Linked DNA regions of Mus musculus: regions 1 and 2 are each linked to region 3. A link is a contact called in public HiChIP or PLAC-seq and promoter capture Hi-C data. All regions are on one chromosome and are shown on one strand. Each heading gives the region's core, a stretch centred on a gene start, on an enhancer-like site or on the middle of the called end of the contact. The rest is flanking DNA. Distances are from core to core; before and after follow the strand shown. Region 1 has its middle 8.2 kb from the start of Gm5091. Region 2 overlaps Gm35455 (a long non-coding RNA gene). Region 3 holds the start of Fam120b (family with sequence similarity 120, member B).

Region 1 (4,867 bases), core at 2,118-4,617, 150 kb after region 3:
AAGTATGGCACAGTGTACACATAAACATTTAGATCTTGGGACTTCCTAGGATCGCTGAGAATTCTGAGTTAATCACTCCCCAGTTATAGCCCCAGAGAGAAGTTATGTCCATTTTTTGAGAAGACATGAGGGACCTTGGGGGATGTTCTTCTTAATCAAGGTTCCTCTACATGAAAAATTTGAGAAGATGTTAAGGGACCCAAGGATGATCATCCATGAGTGGAATCTTTTTTCACACTACAATACCACATAAATCTTCCTTCCTACTTAGTCGTGCCTAAGGCTGAGCCACCTCCCTCTGAGACCACCGTGACCCCTCCTATATATAATCTCTCTACTTCTCCATCTATCTCTATATCTAGAGATATATGTGTATATCTAGATCTAGATATTTTGTTTGTTTAGGTTTAGGACTTATGTGGCATCACTAAATCTTTTATTTTCTATTATTTCCCAAAGGGAGTTGGAACTCTTCTAAACTCCCCATCCCCCACCTTAATAGACACAGTATTGACTACTATAAACTGCTGAAGGGCCTGCAGCCAAAAGACAGGATAGCCTTCCTCCCTGTGGTCCGATATGTGGCTTGCCCTCTGCTTTACTTGGGCCTGCCTCAATTTCCCATCTGTCAAATGGGGAGATGCTGGGGCCCATCTCTTTGAGCTTTGTATGATTAGATAGGTTAACCTGATTATCTGCAGTTAGTTCTTTCAATTTCTAGCTTAGTGAAATGTGATCTCTTCTCCCTTGTGCTAGATGGAGACCTGAAAACCAGAGGCTGCTCCTTCCTTCTGCCTACATATGAGGCTGTAGATAGAATGCAGGTGTGAAAGACAGGTCAGGACTGGAGGTTCGGAGGTGAAGAGTCTGTGTTGTTCTTGCAGAGGACCCAGGTTTGGTTCCCAACACCCACATGGTAGCTCACACTTCCCTGTGACTCCAGTTACAGGGATCCAATGCCTTCTTATGATCTCCAGGGCCCTGCATACAAAGTACACAACAGATACAGAATATAAAAATAATTCAAAAAAAGACAGAGGTCAGAATAGGACTGAGTGAACAAAGACCTTGTCCCTTGACTATTGGTCGCCACCCTAGGGAGTCTTTCCTGTGGAGATCATTGCAGCATGGAGACCTCCATCACCTGCCCCTGCACACCCAGGGTGCTGTCTTTCTAAACTGGACTCTCTAATAACCCATGCTTTTAGCATCCCATTTCAACTTTAATCTGTTCCCTGGGAGGAGTCTTCCCTTTGAATCAGCATTTAAATTAGTTCCAACTGTCATCATGCCTGAACATATAGGTAGACAACCTCTTCCTTGGCGATAGGGTCTCTAATGTCCCCTACTTTCTTGAAACTCAAAGCAAGAACACTTATAAAATCAATTAGCTCTGCAAAGTGTCCCATCCCAAAGTCTCCACCAAGAACTCAGATGCCTCCTGGTTATTTGATATCTGAGCCAAACCTCCTGACTTCATGTGAAGTTCTTGTGCCTGTATAGAAGGCCAGTGTGGTGGTGGTGGTGGTGGTGGGGTGGACCCCCAGTAAGGAGGGAACCAATAGCTTGCTGTTCACAGGTGGCTTGATGGCTGAACATGTAGTACAGTTCTATAAAAGTGACAGGAAGCATGGCGTTTGACTACAAACTATTAGTCTAGTGACTGTATGCAAGAAGAGAGGAACATTTCCCGGATGGTGCTAGGGGAGAGACTGTTCACATCTCTGAGGGCTGGCTCCAGGATGGAACTACAAGCCCTAGCTGGGGATGTGGGCTGTCCTGTGTTCGGTGCAGCTATTTTCTCACATGACAAACCCAGGGAGGTGACAGCCTTAACCCCACAGGGTCATCAGTAGGCAGACATACCATCACCCTGTCAACAGTCTTCCAAGTATAAGATATGACAGTGAAGAGCAGTGAATAGCAGCACCCTCACTGCAAGTCTGAGCATGGAGATGGTGTTCCAGTGGAACACCACGCAGAGTTCCTTCTCCTTAGAGGCACTGGGAGCCCCCCACATCAGCAAGTCCCAGATTTTAGCCTCTGTTCAGAGGAAGACAGAGCCCAGGCGCTCAGAAGAGGGTGGCTTTGGGGTGGAGGCAGTGCCCTTTCGCTGACACGTTTATTGGGTTACTATGTCAAGCACCTGTTTTGTCTTTGGGAGAACTGAGCTGGAGGCCTCCAAAGGCCATCTCTTAAGCCAGGCCTTCGAGTCCCACCTAAAGTCAACAGAGGAGACAAGGAAGCACCAATAGAGTGTTTTCTTTTCAGTGGTCGAAATGCCCAGAGCCCACTGTTTTCCACCAAGCTCTGGCAGAGCATAACCTTTCTGAGACTATCAGTAACCGTTCAATTAGCCTCAGGAAACTAGAGCTTTGCAGACAGACCTCAAGAAGTTCACGTGGCTACGCTTTCCGCACGGGCTGATCCTTGCTCGGGAGTTGGTAATAATGCCAGGCCACACCACTGCCCCTTTTAAAGATCAACCATAATATCTCAGAAGCTCAGGGCAAGCTGCCTGTTTGGCATCATCACAACACTCTCAGAAATGTTCTAATTGATATATATATATATATATATATATATATATATATATATATATATATTCTTCTGTCTTCTGCAGTCATCCCTACAACTTGAAAAGTAAACTTTTCTCTTTGTACTTAACTGACTTGAGGCAAGAAGAGCTAGGAGCATTGCGGGGCTGCTGTTGTCTGGTCCAGAGGCGGGTCATCCTGTCCTGCCTCTCTTTTATGTGACATTCTCTTTGTGAACAGGTGTGAGGGCCCAGCTTTGAAACTCGAGCCTGCAGCCTGGCCTGGAGCAGGGGAACCAGGGGCCTGGGGCAGCTGCTGTGCCTCCCCTTCAATCCCTGCGTTCCCTCAACCTCCTTCTCCCCTTCTTTGGCTTCCTCTCATCCTCCCACCCTCCCCCTTTGTCTTCTGTTCCTCCTTGTCTTTGTCCTTCACTACTCTCCTTCTTGATCCTCCTCCCTCCCCCTCCCCTTTCTCTGCTCTCTCACCTCCCCCTGCTCCTCCCCCTGACCCCCCTTCCCCTGTTCCTGCCACTGGAGCATCAGCCTGGCAGAGGCTGGGAGCAGGAGCAGGCCAGGCTCACTGCACCGCGTGAGAGCAACTCTGAGGACCTGTCTGGCCCAGGGTCAGGAGGTCATAGAGGTGGGCGGGGCCCGGGCAGCAGATTGGGAGCCCCCTGCCCCAGCAGCGTCATTTAGACAAACAAGCAGATGGCAGGTGTCAATGGGGACAAAGAGCCATCTGCGCAGCGAGGCTGCCCCACTGTCTCTCACAGGGACTTCATTAAGCCCGACGTCAGATAGCTGTGCTTCAGTCAGAACCAGCAGGGCCCTCGCTGGCTAGAAGAGGGGCTGTAGCTCTGAGCTCTACCCAGCGCTATGCCTGCCAGGCCAGACACAGGCCACAGGGGCGGGGCCTGTGTGTTCACAGTAGGGCTCCTGTCTGCTTTCAAAGGGCCAGCCTTGCCGACTGTGGTAACCTAATGGCTGCCAGAGGCAGGTCTGGTGATGGAATTTAGCATCTCAATGGCTCCCCCTCTAGCATCCATGGCTGCTTTCCGGATACCGGTCCTTGCACCGATGCTCTCAGGTAGCAGCACAGCAAAGCCCTAGATATACAAAGCTGGTACTGGGCTAAGGATCAGTAGAGTTGTACAGCTCCCCAGGAGAATGGGATCCGAGGCCATGGTCCAGGCAGCTCTTGCGGGGTGGGGGGTGGGGGGGGCGGGCAAGAATGATGTAGCCATCCTGAATCTTCCTAGCTAGTCACGTGGGGGAGGTTCTGGATTTGGGCATTGGTGAGAAAGGGCCCCAATCCAAGTGTCACCTTGGCCAATGTCTCTTCATTCAGGATGGAAAGGTTAAGTACCGATGCTGGTTGGTTTTTATAAACTTGACAAAAACCTGGACTTAACAGGGAAGAGAGAATCTTATTTTTTTTTCTATTTTTTACACTCCATATTTTATTCCCCCTCCCCATCCACCCTCCAACTGTTCCACATCCCATACCTCCTCCCCACCTCCTTGTCTTCATGTGGATGTCTCCACCTCCCTACCCCACCTGACCTCTAAATTCCCTGGGGCCTCCAGTCTCTTAAGGGTTAGGATGAGAGAATCATAACTGAGAAAATGGCCTCACAGATTGGCCTGTAGTCAAGTGTCTGACGTTATTGACTTGATTCGTGATTGACATGGGAGGGCCCAGCTCACTGTGGGCAGTACCAGTCCTGGGCAAGTGGTTACGGGTGGTATAAGAAAGCAAGCTGAGCAAGCTTCCTGCACAATTACAATCAGAAATCTGGGCAAGAGCAGCCAGTGAGCAAGACAGGGATGTGTGTAAGTTCAACCGCTCCTCTCCTACTAGACACCCACACATTTCAGTGTGAGATTATAGCCTCTGCCAACCTCTCTCTCTCTGTGTGTGAGGAAGATAGCAAGACAACCTCACATAGGTTGCACCTGAGGAGGTGACGTGGACCCAAGGATAGCAATACAACCTGTTGCCATTGAGGAAGGAAACACGTGGCCATACCTTCTAAAGTATTCTGGGAAGAGTGTAGGATGATCAGGGTGAGACATGCTCCTGGCAAGGGTCTGGGTAAATACTGGGAAACTGTGGACAGAACACAGAACGGTGTGGAGCCCCTGGAGGGGGGTGGCTTATGGATGATCCCTGGGCTCTGGTGCTAGAAACTGGAGGGACTCATGAAGAAGAGATAAGGGAGGTGGCAGAAGAGACAGAGGGTGCCATTGTGCAGAGCTGTAAGCCATGGGAAAGGTTGCATTTCATTTTAAATGTACAGATCAGTGAACAGGCCTTTTAGATAAACTTCA
Region 2 (4,441 bases), core at 381-2,880, 220 kb after region 3:
TTGAGTCCTCCTGGACCATTTTCATCCCGTTTTCCCCTCCAGAAGTATTAAGTCAAGTACCTTGAAGAGTCTTCTAGAGCTACACCAGGCACTGCGACAACCTCTATTCGGATGGGTCTTTTTACTGTTGTTTTGGTTTTTGTTTGTTTTGCTGTTTTTGTTTTTATCTAAATTAATGAAAATTGATTGGTGTCTGAATGCCTGCCTTGAGCTACATCTGCAGTTCACTGGGGTGTCTGTTGCTTGGTACCCTCAGCTCTGGAAGCTTTCTGTTACTTCAGCGAGTCCTGTAGTTCAGCTCCTAGAATCAGGAACTTGAACTCACTCCTTCCACGACTTGCCCTGACTGGAAGGCGCTGATGAGTTAACCTGGCTCCTTAGATGCTCACTGCTCCCCTCTCAGAGATTCTTCTGACTTCCTTGTGGTGGGGAGGGAGAGTGGTTTTCCTCGTGACACACAGACACGTGTTATTAACCACTATCTTAGATTGTCTAAGCCACAGATAAAGCTATTAATTTTTTTTAACTAGCCTAAGTTAACTGTAAATGAATTTCTTGTCATGCTTGATTATTTCTCCATGTTCCCTGCTTGCCATCGGACTCTGTTTTCCCTCAAATCCTAAATTAAATCTTATTCTTTAGATGTTCAATAATGGAATTTCTATTGGCCCTACTGCTAAAACCATTTGTTTCAAGTTCAAAAGCGCATCCATGTTTGAAAAGCCATCCATCTCGGACTTTTCAGAACCTTATTTGCAGTGGCCACTCAACAATTTTGGCCAAATTGATTTAAACCTTTGACTGAACTCCACTAATAGCATTTTAGGACAGGCACAAGACATTGACAATTAGCTTCCCAGAACCGTCTGGCCTTTCGGCAGATGCTCTGAAGGTCCTTGGAAAGCCCCAAGGGGTGGAGAGCTAGCTTGTGGGGGATGGACCAGTGGAAGCTGTCGGTAGAATTCTCATGTCAGCAAGAGGCTTTCCCTCCTCCTTTTATGGTACCCTCCCATATGGAATGTAACGCTCATCCCAGCAACTGATTTAAGAAGTATCCAATAATGAGCTGGGAACGGTCCAAGGGTCAGCTTACAGGAGCTGTACCCCAACTTTCCCCTCAAGATCAAAGGGTAGATAAAATAATAAGCATGGAGATGAACTATGTGTCCTTGTCCTCAAAGTGGCCTGTTCCTGTCTGCGTGCCTCCCTCTGGGTATGTGGAGTTCTACCTATACTTTCTACCCTGTGCCTCCAGTGCAATGGAGGGCCCTGGACCCGAAGGCTGGTCTAGGTTACAGGGCACATGAGGCAGCTAGGTCCTAAGGAGGTTCCAGGCCTGGCTCTCAGCTTTCCCCTCTGCAGCCCAGTGCAGCCTCATCTCTCTGCATACTGTGCCCCTTTCCAGAGTCTGCATAGAAGACCTTCAGGAGAAATCTTCCTCCAGGATGTAGTATTCTCATTTTACTTTTATTCCTTCCTGTTTGTTCGATGCTCATCTGGATCCCAAGGCCTTCACAGCTTGAGGGCAGCCAGAGATAAGGTTTATAATTCACCCCAGACTGCAACTCACTAGACGTGACCAAATAGTATAATCAAGCCTAGCATTAATGTTTAGCCAAGCTCCAGCCCAGAGCAGAGCACAGGATGAGAGGAAGTGGCTGAGGTTCTGAAGCAGGAAAGAAGTACAGAATGTGGTGGCAGAGGGGAGGCGATCGCAATAGCAGGAAGCAGCCTGGACACACTTCTGTGGTTAGAAGGAGAAAACTCCTCCTTTGCATCTGCCCCAAGAGGTCTTTGATATCAGTTTGTCTATTCACTTGGTTGAGTTAAGAGCTGAACAACAGAGGAGCCGCTCTCGGGTAGCAAAACAGCTGACCTGTTACGGACACAGGGCAGACAAGCAACTGCCATTCTCATGAACAATGCTGGCATGCCTGTATTTCATGTCTCTGTTTCACCCGCTGTGCTGAGGCTCTTTAAGAGAAGAGAACTCCTTCCGTCTGCAGAAGAGCATACCCCCAACACCATCTCACTGAGTGGTGGCAAATGAATAGCCCTACTGTGAATTAGCATCAATCTAAGGCATGGCCCAGAAATTTTAAAAAAGGATTAACAGTTTGTTGAAGTGACCTTTATACATCCTGAAATAAGCCTTATTGAAGAACTCAGTTTTCTGTCTAGTTCTGGAATGTTCCATCACAGGAAGTGACACCGAGTTTCACGAGGGCTTCCCTACCTACCCTTCCAGTCCTGTGAGCGCCAACATCCACACCTCTACAGATGCGCCTCCTGAGGACACATCATAGAAGTAGGAACTCTGTCTACTGGAGGACATATACAGGTGACCTGTTTCACAGAGCCTGATGTTTGCCTGTTGTAATGCATGCGCATGAGCACCCTCACACACATGCACATGCTCACACTCTTGCTCACACACACATATACACATACACACATACACCCTCACACTTACACACACACACACACACCTTCCTTTTATAGCTGTATCACTTTGCATGGATAGGCCTTGGTTTTCTTTTCCACTCATCTGTTGAGAACATTTGAGTATTCCCAGTGTTTGACTTTTGTGGACAAGGCCGCTGTGAGCATCTATGTACATACCCTTGTTTTGAATCTCACTTTTTTTTTTCTGTTGAGTGAGTAAATACCACATACATACATTTATTTCCCTTAAGTACTTAAGTGATAGACATTATTAAAAATATATATTAGATATCATTTAGCTACAATCATTAATTCAACCATTAAAAACAGGTTTGAAACATATGGTACTACTTTAGGGAGGTCAAGGGCTGAAGGAAAGGTCAGAGGTGTGGAAGTCAGCTGCTGGAAGTCCTCTTCATTCAAGAGTCTATAGTAGTTTTCAAGATTCAGTCCAGAAGCCCCATTCTTGACTCAGCAAACCGGTCAGGGCAAGAGGTCATTTTTCTGCCCTAAGAGTGAAATTGCTGGAATACGGAGATTCTGTTTTGTATGTTCAGCTTCTTGGAACCCTCTGCTATTTCCCGTTCCCACCTGCTATACACAAGGGCTCCATGTCTCTCCAGATCTTTGCCAGAACTTCTTTCTCTCCCATTTCCTCATTTCTTCCTTCTTTTAGTTATGGCTTTCCTCTCGTAGCATGACCCTTTTAAATCTGGAGGCCTCCTCTATCCCCCTAGGCCACCAAACAGGAAACAAACAACTTTTAACCCCTAAGCAAGGGTCACCATTAACCAGATGAGGCTGTGGGTACTGCTCATGGCCTCCAGGGAACCTGGCTTTCTAACATGTATTACCCATAAAGACTTCCAGCCACTTGAGAGGTCCAGACAATTTTCTCCTTGACTCCTTGGAGTGGGTCGATCCTTTGCAGCCTGGCTGCTCTCATTGTCCTGGCTGGGTCTTCACCGTTTCACCAGTCTCTCCCTCCATTCCACTCTCTTGGGTGTTAAATGGCCTTCTCTCTCAAAGGTGTTTCTCAGTCAGTGTGTTTGCCTCTGAGGTCACTGCAAGAGATGACCTCCGTTGTTTCTGGAACACTGAGCTCATGGTGGGCCCTTGCAGGGGACAGGCAGGTGTTGAGGTTGCCTGTATTGGGATGTATATCTTGAGTCTGACCATTGGGAGGACTGAGGGGTTGAAGGTAATTCATTAAGCAGGACCCTGGGACTATAGGAACACAGGCCCCACCACGAAGTAACCACGTGATCCAACAACATGAGGGCTCTTGTTGCCAGTGCTGTAATAAGGATGTCCCTTATAGGTTCACATGATCAAATACATGGTCCTTGATAGGCAGACTGTTCAGGGTAGATTACAGGTGTGGTCTTACTGGAGGAAATATATCACTGTGGTCAAGCTTTGAGGCTTTAGAAAGACTTGCACCATTTAGAGTGCACTGTCTTTTTTCGGCCTCCTGTTTTCGGTTGGAGACTTGAGCTCTTGGCTGCTGTAGTGATTTGAATGGGTTTGGTCCTCATAGACTCATGTGTTTGAATATGCTTGGCCCAGAGAGTGGCACTATTTGGAGGTGTGGCCTTGTTGGAGTGGGTGTGGACTTGTTGGAGGAAGTGTGTCACTTTGTGGGGTGGGCTATGAGACCCTCCCGCAAGCTGCCTGGAGACAGTCTTCTCCTGGTTCCCTTTAGAACAAGATGTAGAACTCTCCTCTCCTTCTCCAGATGCCATGCTTCCTGCCTGAATGATAATGGATTGAACCTCTAAACCTGTTGTCCTTTATAAGAGTTGCCTTGGTCATGGTTTCACTTCACAGCAATGGAGACCCTGACAAGGACAGCTGGTTTTGCTGCCCTTCTTTTGCTCAGCCATCATGGACACAAACCCTCTAAAACTAAACACTTTCTTTTACAGTTATGTCAGGCATACTGTTTTATCCCAGCAACAGAAAAGTAACTAAGATGTCGCCTGAGTTCCTATCT
Region 3 (4,684 bases), core at 1,572-4,071:
TCGCAGTTTACTGGGGATGGACAGACAAGCGTAAGTCTTACCCACCCAGAGACTCTATTTCTATTCAGTGAAGAAATGACACTTCACCCCCAGCTCTTCCCTGTGTGCTAGGATCCAAGAGACTCGTCCTAATATGATACCAGTAATAGCCACACGGTTCATGCCAGCGATTACAGAAGCCTTCCCCATCACTCCCAACACAGAAAACAACACATGTGTGGACAGACTGACAGGAGCTTCCATTCCTCCTCTGGCCTGGCACAGCATCGGTGTCTTCCATGTTTGAGCTGCTGCCCTCTATTGTCATTAAGATGGGGGCTGTTTTTTTTGTTTTTTTGTTTTTTTTCTGTTTCAAGTATTTTCTACTAAAGCTGCTAAGACACTGGGTTTCTTGATATATTCTTATTTTCCAGGAAGCCAGGCTCAGTATATTGCTTTGGCTTTAGTCAAGTGTTTCTGCTCCTCCCTTCCCCCCATAATGGAAAGCCTGCTGTTTTAACAGAGCAGGGACCAGTTCTTCCTAGCTTTTACCCTGTTAATTTCTCACACTGTGAACCACAAACTACCTCAGAAAAGTGGCATGCACACAACACGTTTAGAAAAGGTGTGGGGACTTGTGACATTAGAAGACATCCGGTATCAAAAGGGTCTTCAATTGCTAGATATCCACAACACCCAATTCCTTCCTGGAAAGAAAACGGAACCTCATAAGGTTCAGGAAGTCCCCCAAACTTATAACATTCATAAGGACCTGCCCCAAAATTACAAACGCAGTAACTGCTCAGGAAAGGAGGCTCTCCAAATAGCCTGGGGGGCCTGCGAGTTTGTGAAGAGAGCTTCATGGATGCAGTTTTCTTGAGTTCTTATTCATGCTAGAGTGGGCTTTCAGTTACCCATGTTCCCATAAAGAACTTCAATAAACATACTGGTTTGCTAAGCTAGACTTAGTTGGAATCTATTTTTTTTATTTTGTTTTGTTTTTTGTTTCTTGGTCTGCTGTCAGTGGTCTACCTGAGGTGAACAGGCATTTCTTTATGCTTCCTGAGGCATCATCTATCACATAGCACACAACTAGTACATTCTCAATCAATCAATCAATCAATCACCAAAAGACAGCTGTGGATATTAAGTTATTATTGTTTTTCTTTATTGCTAAAAGCATGTAATGAAGTTCTTTGTTCCCTAAAGGAGTTATTACAAGATGACTGAAAAAAAAAAAACCAACATACAAATAAATTAGGAATTTTACAGCTAGACAACAGGTTAAGTCTTAATAGGCATATAAGAAGTAAATAGATGCTGAGACAAGGAAACTCTCCAAATAGCTCACTCCTACTCCTACAACATAGTCGTCCTTGTAGGCTGCTCAAAATACAGCCTGAGAGCTCTGAGAATTCCAAGCAGTAGGGTGGGCTTTTCTACCCTGAAATGTCTCCCATACGCTAGGATCAATGCTTATTTGGAAAAAATAAATGAATAAAACCAGGGGCAGATGGATGTATTAAGTGAGATCAAGAACCAATTCACAGTTTATAGACTCCCATTATAGCCAGAGAGAGCGATGGAGAGAAATAATGCCTAACAATAAAATTAAAACTATTTATACTTGGTATTAAGTTCTGTAGCAACAATTGATAGCATTATGTGGAATGCATCCTTCTTACCAAGGTGGAGTCAACTCAGAAAGTAAATGAAATTAGTTTAGTATCTGCAACACAGAAGTTACAATGCTCTACCCAATGACCAGGCCTTTCTTTCAAATACCAAGCACACCTTGAAGATGGTGGAAATGGGGAGGGGAAAACTGGGACAAGAACACTTGCAAAGCAGCAACATAAGATAAATAGCAAGTTGTAAAGGCTCTATAATTATGAACAGAGGGGTGTTGTATTCACAGTACACTGAAATCAAGGACTCCGAAGCCAAAGCTTGGATTCGTGAACTTTTCATTATCAGTTCCATAAATATATCCAGACTCCAGTTCAGAGATAAGAGTAGAGTCTTTGAGTGTGGAAAATAAATGATTTCAAATGCTCTCCACGTAAGTTTTTTGGGGGGGGCCAAAGGTGTTCACAGATATAAACGTCTGGAAGACTGGCTGAACAGATATTTTTTTTAAACTGGGAGGTGCTATAGTCAAGGTGGGGGCAAGAGAAATAACGCATCAGTTGCTGGTGCCTTTCAAAAACAGGTAAAGAAAAAAGTAGCCAGGCGTTCGTACACTAACCTAATGTCAGTCGAGGTCAGGAGCTATCCTCTAATGGATGGGAGATAGGGAAAATGATGAGAGACATTGGACGTGGGTAACAGCAAGTCCCTAAGGTGGAAAGATCTGAGAGCATATGTAGGCCGAAATCAAACGGATGGTCCCCTCCCCAGAGGAACTCAACACAGCTGAGGCCCAGCCCCTTCGCCTCTCCATCACTTAAGGTCCTACAACCTCCCAACCTGGTTTCCAGTTACCAGTTCTTCCCTCCCCAGCCGCTACCAGAGTCTGAGAGTCTACCTCGCTGGTCCTCAGTGTCCTGCAGCTGGGCTCAGGAAGAGTCTCCACCCCGCTCCACCTGCAAGTGGATGGCTGCCTCTCCCCTCCACCCAGGGAGGAACAGCCAGGACGCAGAGAAGCCAGGATGCGGAGGGGCGTGGCCACGGCGAGGATAGTGGACTTGATGCTGGAAGGAGTCTGGGGTAGGGAGATGCGACAGCAGAGATCCAGGGCCGATTCCCCAGCCTGGCCTACCCAAAGCTCAGCAGTGGCCGCAGACTGCGTCAACCAGATTTCAGACCCACAGTCTACGGCGTGCTCACTTCCGCTTCCGTTATTGAACTTCCGCCCGGAGAAGTGTCTGGTTAGACAAAGTGAAGCTTGTGCTTATATAACTGGAAGTAAAGGACGAAGAGACGAAAGGGATGTAGTACGCAAGCGCTAGAGCGGGAGGCGAAGTGGGTGGCACCCAGGAAGAAGGAAGCTTTAACCCGTTGCCTAGCAACCGGGGAATAGCCTAGGACGCCTGCACGCCGCTGGATAGCCGGACTGGGAAAAGTGTGTTTGTCCCATAGGCTAAGTCTTCAGGCTGAGTGGCAGCCTGCACTAGCACTGGGTGCCTTGCTCCGGTAATGCACGCACACAGGCTGCAGCGGATAGTCACTGGAAACCCTTTTAAATGCCACAGACCACAGCTTGCAACCACGCAGAGTATGGGAAGCTGCGAGGATCCTGGTTTGGTCTTGAATCCCCTTAGGAGTACCAGTACTGAAAGGCGGCACAGCTTGGACAAGGAGCATCAAGGGCCGAGAGTCCACTTACAGAGTTGTCATAGGCAATAATGCTGGTCATTTTATTGGGTGAAGTGGCCATCCTTGTGGGCTACATTCAGGCTGTCTAGTATTTTGGATGGAAATCTCCAATAAGCTAAAGCATCCTTTGTGTCGGTAGCCCCCAACTTGGGGTGCTGGAAACATTTGGATCTCAAGATTACAGTTTTAGCTGTTGAGTCACAGCTTGTGCTAGCCTTATGGTAGAGGGGTTCTCTGCCTTTAGCTTTACAGCTCCAGGATGCGTCCTCAGCTGCCAGAGGTAGCAACTCGGTGACTTTCTGGGACTCTTTAGAGCAGCTGGCGCTTGCATTCAGTAGTGTTTTATCTTTTGCAGTTTCTGTTCTCCTCTATGCTATACTTTCCCAACACTCCCGTAGTCCTTCACAGTCTTAGCACTCCATGGCCTCTACAACAGCCCTCTATTGGTTTCTGTTGGGTGCTGTACCTGTTCTTTATGCAACCGACGCAAGCTACCCTACCCGGGATCAAGACTACAAGGAGGCATCAGTACCACTTGGAGTAAATTTTATTGGCAGCACAGGGGCAACTTGCAGAAAAACAAAGCAAAGCAAACAACCACAACAAAAAACTTTCTCCTGTATACTGCCATTGGGCTGGGGTCACTGAGTAGGGTGATCTAAGAGCCATCTCAAGGTGTCATGGTCAGTTTCCCAAGGCCATGAAACTGCTGGGTGGTGGTTGATTGTAATGGTTCCCCTGACTGAAACAAAGTCTCTGTGGCATCTACAGTTGCCGTGAAGTCTTCTCTGGACATTGGTAGCTAGAATAGAGCAGTAATCATTACAGTTGCCCTGACAACAGGCTGAGGAACCTTCAGGGGCAGCTACTTGATTGACAAGTCTCAAGTCTCCACAAAAGGTGAGACTAAACCTGCAACTGCCACCACCCTTATAGTGCCTCAGGTCTTCAGGGGTGGCAGCAATATCATTCAGTCTTAGAAGGTTTGGGAATGGCGAAAACCATACAATGGCTCCCAATTCAGCCTTCATCCCTGCCTGTCTTGGGGTAGTGTCTCAGTATTTTAGTTACTTTTCTGTCCCTGTGTTATAACATCATGACTACAGAGTCAGCCACCTTCCCAGTGAGGAAATGTGACTGGAGCAGCTGAGAGTTCTCATCTCCACATGCAGGAAGCAGAGTGAGAAGTGGGAATAGTTTCAAGGTTTTAAAACACCAAAGCCTACCCCCTCCCCAGGGACAAACTTCCACCAACAAGCCATCAAATCTACCAGAACTGTCACCAACTGAGGACCAAGTATTCAAACATCTAAGCCTATTAGGGGCATAATCATCCAAACCACTAGACTCAGTTTCTCCCTCAGGCAACTGATGCTCTAGCCTGATG

What was found. Promoter capture Hi-C pulls out the DNA fragments that hold promoters and counts their contacts. HiChIP or PLAC-seq counts read pairs in DNA pulled down with a chosen protein or histone mark.
Region 1: an H3K4me3 HiChIP or PLAC-seq map of embryonic stem cells shows a contact between it and region 3, with 18 read pairs. The contact joins the enhancer-like site here to the promoter of Fam120b in region 3. A contact is called at or near these places in 5 of 39 promoter capture datasets (cranial neural crest, embryonic stem cells, epiblast stem cells and 2 more), 3 of 484 Hi-C or Micro-C datasets (differentiating embryonic stem cells and embryonic stem cells), 9 of 115 datasets of contacts at active chromatin or transcription factors (embryonic forebrain, embryonic stem cells, neural tube and 2 more) and 2 of 9 other capture datasets (liver and pancreatic islet).
Region 2: a contact with region 3 is called in a promoter capture Hi-C map of the HPC-7 cell line, with 2.7 times the contacts expected there. The contact joins the enhancer-like site here to the promoter of Fam120b in region 3. A contact is called at or near these places in 10 of 39 promoter capture datasets (the 3T3-L1 cell line, the C10 cell line, the HPC-7 cell line and 6 more), 3 of 484 Hi-C or Micro-C datasets (the HPC-7 cell line, mammary gland and nephron progenitors), 11 of 115 datasets of contacts at active chromatin or transcription factors (bone marrow-derived macrophages, craniofacial prominence, embryonic forebrain and 7 more) and 1 of 9 other capture datasets (adipose tissue).

What each region holds. Positions count from the first base shown.
Region 1 is chr17:15,246,556-15,251,422 of GRCm38.p6, reverse strand. No RefSeq gene overlaps it. Among named protein-coding and RNA genes, the nearest start is that of Gm5091, 8.2 kb to the right of the region's middle. Within about 2 kb of position 3,367, at least 92 of the 459 cell types and tissues checked have an H3K27ac peak or open chromatin away from gene starts, as enhancers often do. A contact at or near this core is called in differentiating embryonic stem cells, embryonic forebrain, embryonic stem cells and 3 more, where this site is marked.
Region 2 is chr17:15,171,965-15,176,405 of GRCm38.p6, reverse strand. Gm35455 (a long non-coding RNA gene) reads right to left here. Exons shown (of 4, transcript XR_385428.2): 4 at 4,215-4,441. Among named protein-coding and RNA genes, the nearest start is that of Gm35502, 21 kb to the left of the region's middle. Within about 2 kb of position 1,630, at least 30 of the 459 cell types and tissues checked have an H3K27ac peak or open chromatin away from gene starts, as enhancers often do. A contact at or near this core is called in the HPC-7 cell line, where this site is marked.
Region 3 is chr17:15,394,383-15,399,066 of GRCm38.p6, reverse strand. Fam120b (family with sequence similarity 120, member B) reads right to left here and starts at 2,821. Exons shown (of 11, transcript NM_024203.3): 1 at 2,507-2,821.